Regions from separate parts of the Mus musculus genome. Here region 2 is linked to region 1. Evidence: chromatin contacts called from public HiChIP or PLAC-seq data. All regions are on one chromosome and are shown on one strand. The core of a region is the stretch at or near the end of the contact, and the rest is flanking DNA. Distances in the headings are between cores, read along the strand shown. Region 1 has its middle 14 kb from the start of Gm31992. Region 2 has its middle 57 kb from the start of Gm32234.

Region 1 (3,497 bases), core at 748-3,247:
CGGGTGGAGGATAAAGAGGTTCAAGGTTCGCTGCTGCAGGTACCTTTGCATCCTGGTCATCGCAGACACAGAAGATGGAGAAGCTGATGCAGTTGCTTCCCGTTGGTCTGCCAGGGATGGAGCTGAAATGAACTGGAGTCTTGTTTGAACTCTAGTAAAACCACAAGAAAACCTCAAAGTTAACAACGTGAACAAAGGTGCAGGCAGTTCTGTTTCCTACCAACAGAGGAAGAAAAAGAACAGCATTTCTTTGCTTGGGGATTAAATTGCTTTTGTTTTTGAGTCAGGGTCTCACAATGGCTAGAGTGGAGCTTGCTGATCCACCAGGCTGATCTCACAGACATCTTGGGTACTGGGATTAAAGGTGCGCATCACGGGCCGGAGAGATGGCTCAGCGGTTAAGAGCACTGACTGCTCTTCTGAAGATCCTGAGTTCAAATCCCAGCAACCACATGGTGGCCCACAACCACCCGAAATGAGATCACAAGATCTGGTGCCCTCTTCTGGTATGTCTGAAAACAGCAATAGTGTACTTACATATAATAAATAAATCTTAAAAAAAAGAAAGGTGCACATCACCTAGAGTATTTCTTTGTAAATGAGTACTTATAGGTACACTGACAATCTCTGTTAGAACACACAATGCCAGCAGACTTGAAAACCAAGTGATATGATTGAGAGTTAGGGCCAGGGACGAGGATACAGGTTTTCTTTTTCTTTTCTTTCTTTCTTTTTTTGAAACAGAGTCTTGCTATGTTGTGTGACTGATCTTGAACTCCTGGGCTCAAACAGCTCCATTTCAGCCTCCAGGGTGTTTGCAGCCACAGGGGTGTGTCCACTCACACTTTTCATTATATTTTTTCATTTTTATTTATTATTTATTTTCTACTATGTTGTATCCTGCTCTAATAAGTTATGTTTTCGAAAACAACTATGAGCTGGGCCTGGTAGTGCAGGTGTGTAATCCCAGCTACTTAAGGGAAACTGAAATTACAAGTTTGAAGGGTGCCTTTGGCTATGAGTTCAAGGACAGTGTGAGTAAGTTGGACACAAACTCACTCACAGAGATCTGTCTGCCTTTACCTCCCAAGAGCTGAGATTAAAGGTATGTACCACCACCACCCACTTACAAAAATGAACTTTGCTTTGTTTTTAAAATATTTTTGTGTGTTTAAGTTTTATACACTCAGATGTCTGTTCATCATATGTGTGCAGTGCTCATAGTGGCCAGAAAGAGGGCGACAGACTCTCTTGGAATTGGACTTAAATGAAGATGTTTTTTGAGCCGCCAATGCGAATGCCAGTGCTCTTATTGCTGAGCCATTTCCCTAGTCCCCAGAAAATGAACTCTTTGTTTGCTTGTTTGTTTGTTTGCTTGCTTGTTTATTTTTCGAGACAGGGTTTGCTCCACATAGTTCTGGCAGTCCCGGAACTCTCTGCAGACCACGCTGGCCTCGAACTCACAGAGATCCACCAGCTTCTGCTTCTGCCTCCTGAGTGTGGGGATTAAAGACACATGCCCGGCTTAGAAAACAAACTCTTAAAGCAATATATTACCTTCTTTACTGGATCACGGCAAGCAAACTGTCTAGAAGAAGGCTACCAGAAGCCAAGGTCTCTGTACTAGAAAAGAATTTGTGCCGCACTGGTTCACCTTCACCACAGTGTTTGTAATTCACGGGAGAATTGGTTGTTCTTGGGTAGCTATGGCTCCTTAAAGATTTTTTCCATCTCACCTATGTCCAATTTTTGACTCACCCATTCTTCTCAGTTCTTTTAGGTTGGCAACTCACAATCACACACACACACACACACACACACACACACACACACATCTTTTGGTAACTGTTTTGTTTTTTCACCTGCAGGTGTGTCCCTACCTGTGCCAAATGTCCTTAGTTGGCCTCTACCTCCCTCTCTGTAGTCTCTGTCAGTGGGTATAGCTAGGAGGCAGGAGCCTTGCTGAGTGTGGGTGAGCCCTGGATCCTATCCCCAAGCACTGAGTAAACAAACAGAAACTGCCTTGCTGGTATCTGCTGGCAAGCACCCAGGGACATCAAACAGTCTGAAGTGAACGTGAGGTTTCCCTGCCAAACCCACTGCTCTGCTCGCTTTGGACTCCCTGTCTCTGTTAATAGTGCTACCACCCACCTAGCAGTCCCACCCGGGATTGTGCTGTCCACCCTGACTCCTTCCCCACCCTCCGGCCCTCTCTCCCTCTGTCTGCTCTGCCAGCTCTCTCCTCCAGCCTTCTGCCAACTTCCCCTCACCCTTCAGCGTCCCAGCTTTTATCCTATCTATCAACATACAAAGTTTGATCGAACAGCTAGCTGCAGAAGAGCAGGAGCCATCTCTCCACTCCCAGTGAGATTGCATTCACATAGTGGCCACACTTCTTGTGTGGTAGGAAAGACTTTCCATAATCTGTTCCCAGCCTGTCTGTCTCCTTCTCCTTCTACTGCTCAATCACACTGGCCTTTTTCTTCTCTTTTTCTTTCTTTCTCTTTCTTTCTTTCTTTCTTTCTTTCTTTCTTTCTTTCTTTCTTTCTTTCTTCCTTCCTTCCTTCCTTCCTTCCTTCCTTTCTTTCTTTTTTTCTTTTTTTCTTTCTGCCTTAATTAGGGTTTCCATTGCTGTGAGCAGACACCATGACTAAGAACTCTTATAAAGGACAACATTTAATTGGGGCTGGCTTACAAGTTCTGTTCATCCATTATCATCAAGGTAGGGAGCAAGGCAGCATCCAGGCAGGCATGGTGCTGGAGTAGCTGAGGGTTCTACGTCTTCATCCAAAGGAAGCTAGGAGCAGACTGTTTTCAGGCAGCTAGGAGGGTCTCAGAGTCATACTTCCTCCAACAAGGCCACACCTAGTTCAATAAGGCCATACCTCCTAACAGTGCCACTCCCTGGGCCAAGTATATTTAAAATACCATCCTTTCTTTCTTCCCTTTCCCCTTCCCTTCCCTTTCTTTCTTTCCTTCTTTCTCTCCTCCTCTTCTGTTTTGAGATAGGGTCTCATCCTGTAGCCCCTGGCTTGCCTGGAACTTGCCATATAGGCTAGTCTCAAATTCATAGAGATCCACCTGCCTCTGGAATTATAGGTCTATGTCTACCACACCCAGAGTATAAATCTGCAGCTTCCTAATTCTCCTTAAAAAAAGAAATGCTCTTTAAAGCTCCCTGCTGCCGGGCGTGGTGGCACACACCTTTAATCCCAGCACTCGGGAGGATTTCTGAGTTGGAGGCCAGCCTGGCCTACAAAGTGAGTTCTAGGACAGCCAGGGCTATACAGAGAAACCCTGTCTTGAAAAACCAAAAAACAAAAAACATAAAGCTCCCTGCTTTTGTATGGTCTGTTTACATACTCAGTGACCCCCTACTCATCTTCCTAGCCTACCTGGAACCTCCCTTCTTCCCCAGGCAGGGTTTCCAACCACCTTCTCTGTGAACTTTGTAGAGGCTTTAATTGTTAACCTTTGTCACTTCCCAAGAGCAAGGG
Region 2 (3,497 bases), core at 349-2,848, 330 kb before region 1:
TTCTATAAAAATCCCCTAGCTTTCAAGCCTCATGGTCGAATCCACTGTCTCCTGCGTGAGATACGTTTCGACCGCCATTAAACTACCTCGTATATTTACATCAAGATGGTCTGTTCGTGATTCTTGGGTGCACACGGAATCTGGAGTTGAGTGGGGGTTGAGTGGGGGTTTCCCCACTAGGTTCTTTCATCAGCACTTCTCTAGCGACTTAAAGAAAATTCATTATGATAATGTATCAAGCATAGAGGAGTTCAGAAGAGAATATAATCTTTCCATATCTGCATTGTTTTCCTGCTTGCTTTTTTAATGGCAAAAATGTTTCCACTGTAACTGTTCTGAGATGGATGACTCAGTCAGATTTAGGTATGGGGAGAAGAGGAAAGGACGTTACTATGTAGCCAGTCAGGCCTTGAAGTCAAGATCTTCCTGCTTCAGTCTCCCAAGCACTGAATTGCAAGCCTGTGCTACCATTCCAGCCTATACACTTTGTTAGCAGACAACTCAATTAGACCTACATCAAATAAACCATGAAAGGACACCTGTGCTGTAGCTCTGTTACAGCATTTATCTGCCACATGCTAGGCCTGGGTCCAATCCTTGGTATTAAGCAATCAATTATTGCTAAATAGCCAGGTCTAGTGGTACATGCCTATTATCCCGGCACCGGAGTTATTGCAAACGTTGCGGATTTGAGGTCGATCTTGATTATATAATAAACTCAAGGACAGCCCAGTTGCGTGAAATCTCATCTTTGAAGTCTGATAAAGAAAATCTCTGTAAATTGGTTTTGATCCTCACCTCTTGTCACTGGATTTCCTCAAGAGCTTAGCTCCTGGATACTCAACCTTCACAACTCCTTTGCCAAAATGCACACAATTGCCCCCCCCCCCTTCTAGAGTTCCTTCTTCAGGGAACTGCTTGCTCTCTTTAATACTGTTTCATTAAGTGTTACCCCACCCCTCTGCTCCCTAAATCAGAACTTTCCCAGTTTCTCTTTTGCTTTTGTTGTTTCCATGGAAACCTCCTTGGGTCCCACCTTGTGGTGACACCTCCCTGACTCATGAGGACTTCAAACTAGGATGCCCAGAAGAGTGGTCTTTCCTTTTGAATGTGTGTTTCTTCCGCAATGTCTCTGATCCAGACAGGCACTGCTGCCCTCTCATGAAGCACCAAAATATAATCCTGTACTTTCATCTTGCCAACAAATGGCAAGCCCAGCCCTAAATCACTTTGTCAAGAATTGTCATCATCTCCTACTGCTGTGGGTGCTATGGGAATAAAGCCTCGAGAACAGACCCGAGACTTGGACATCTTGGAGCTGGTTTCTAGTCGCCTGCTGCCTGCCATGAGTCTTCTGCTCCCAACTGGTTCAAACAGAATGCCTGCTCTCGGCACAATTCCCATGACTTGTCTCACCTTTCCCCATTCAAAGGACTGGTTTCAGTCTTCTAAAAGACTTTCCTGCTGTTCAAATACATGTAACAAAATCAGAGGTATTGGTGGAAGGCTGCCAAATTCCATAAACTGGAGTCATGCACACCTCATTTCCTGTACCAAACAGAAAACACACCCCAGATTGTTCTGATCCCGAAGGGTCTACAAACAGAGCTTTGTTGCTTGTGTTAACTCACCAAACATTGAGTTTGTGACTCACCTGTGGGAGGTGCGACTTGTCCGAATTATGGTTAAGAGAGGAGTTTGCAGATAAGAGCAACTCTGTCACTTCGACCTGGCCGCTTTGCAAATGACATCTCCAGGAAGCCAAGCGGTGCCAAAGGTGTATGCCCAAATTAGAGGGGGAAATAGGGGTCATAAAATAATGATGAGTACAAGGAGAATCAGTGCAGGAGCTTTTGGGGGTGCTTGTTGTCCATGTCAATATCCAGCCTTACAAGGAGATGGCATCGGGCTGCTTTCCAGAGCCCTCCCCCTCCCCCACCTTCAATAGGCCACAGCAAAGGAGTTCCTTCAGAAAACCAAAGTGAGGCATCCTCTGAGGTCACCTTTGCTTTTGTTTGTGCAGAATCTGAAATTCCAGACTTTTCTTTTGGTGTTTTGATTACTTAATCCTGTCCTGTTCCCATAACCACAAGATACCCCAAGCTGCTTCGCCTCATGAAATAGACACAGACAGGCTTGGTGAGAGTCACATTTTCCCCTGAGATAGGCATTCTGGCCTACCCAACCCGGGGCTTGGTTACATGAACAGTTTCACCACTATTGCTGCAACCAGATACTCTGAGAGAAACAATGTATGACATAAAGGGTTTGCTTTAGCTCAGGCCTAGGTTATAGCTCACCATCATGGGGAGGTCCCAGTGACAGCAGCTTGAGACAGGGGGCCACATTTATCTAGTTGAGAAGCAGGAGGAGTGAAAGGGTACCTGAACAGCTGTGCTCAGCCTGCTTTCTCCGGCCTATACAGGGCAGGATCCGCGCCACCCACAGTGGGCATGCTTTACACCTCGAATCCCAAAGATTGCCTACAACCCAGTCTGATCTAGATAATCCCTCACGGAGACTCTCTCCCCAGGTGACACTACACCTGTGACCTATACCACTTGAAGAGTGGTCCTGAGTCCACCTCTAGCAACATTATGACATCTCTCTTGGCCTCCTCTTTCTCATACCTAAATAAGAGTTCTAGGTTACTTTGTAATTGTTCTAAGAATTAAAAACAATGTCTTGTCGGGTGTTGGTGGCACATGCCTTTAATGCCAGCACTTGGGAGGCAGAGGCAGGTGGATTTCTGAGTTCGAGGCCAGCCTAGTCTACAAAGTGAGTTCCAGGACAGCCAGGGCTACACAGAGAAACTCTGTCTCAAAACAACAACAACAAACAAAAACAACATAAATAAATAAATAAATAAATAAATAAATAAATAAATAAATAAATAAAGTCTTGTATGTTATGGTTTCTGATTTTGTAGTTTTAGTATGTGTGAAGTGTTCCTTTTTCTTTGCCATTTCTGTGATTTTTGTTTGACAATTCACTTCGGGTTTTTTGTTGTTTGGTTGGTTTTTTTTTTCTTTCTGTATAATGACTATTCTTGGTTGTCAACTTGACTATATCTGGAGTTAACTAAAACCCAAAAATAGAAGGGCACACCTATGAGGAATTTTTGCTTAATTTGAAGTGTGAAGATCCACTTCTAATCTGGACCTTGAGTTAGGAAACATACCTTTAATCTGGATATTTTAAGCTGGGGAAACCAACCTCTAGTCTGGGTCACACTTTCTGTAGGAAGCCTATATTAGGACGTGGAAGAAGGAAGCTTTGCAGTTTGCCTGCTTACTCTCACCTAAGTAGCAAGTCCAGTCCTTCACGGGCATTAGAGCTTACTTCTCGAAGATTCCAGTGTATTCTGAAGACATCCAGCACTGTGGACCAAACAACTAGTGGATCCTTGGACCTTCTGTTCACTGGTAGCCATTGTTGGCTTAGCTGGACCACAGCCTGTAAGTTTTTCTAATAAGCCATATACATAAAATACATAT

The links. HiChIP or PLAC-seq counts read pairs in DNA pulled down with a chosen protein or histone mark.
Region 2: a contact with region 1 is called in a FOXA1 HiChIP or PLAC-seq map of pancreatic cancer cells. The contact joins two enhancer-like sites. A contact is called at or near these places in 2 of 484 Hi-C or Micro-C datasets (Sertoli cells and embryonic stem cells) and 4 of 115 datasets of contacts at active chromatin or transcription factors (bone marrow-derived macrophages, double positive thymocytes, memory CD8 T cells and 1 more).

The regions. Positions count from the first base shown.
Region 1 is chr10:40,176,336-40,179,832 of GRCm38.p6, reverse strand. No RefSeq gene overlaps it. Among named protein-coding and RNA genes, the nearest start is that of Gm31992, 14 kb to the right of the region's middle. Within about 2 kb of position 1,997, at least 38 of the 459 cell types and tissues checked have an H3K27ac peak or open chromatin away from gene starts, as enhancers often do. A contact at or near this core is called in pancreatic cancer cells, where this site is marked.
Region 2 is chr10:40,509,497-40,512,993 of GRCm38.p6, reverse strand. No RefSeq gene overlaps it. Among named protein-coding and RNA genes, the nearest start is that of Gm32234, 57 kb to the right of the region's middle. Within about 2 kb of position 1,598, at least 62 of the 459 cell types and tissues checked have an H3K27ac peak or open chromatin away from gene starts, as enhancers often do. A contact at or near this core is called in pancreatic cancer cells, where this site is marked.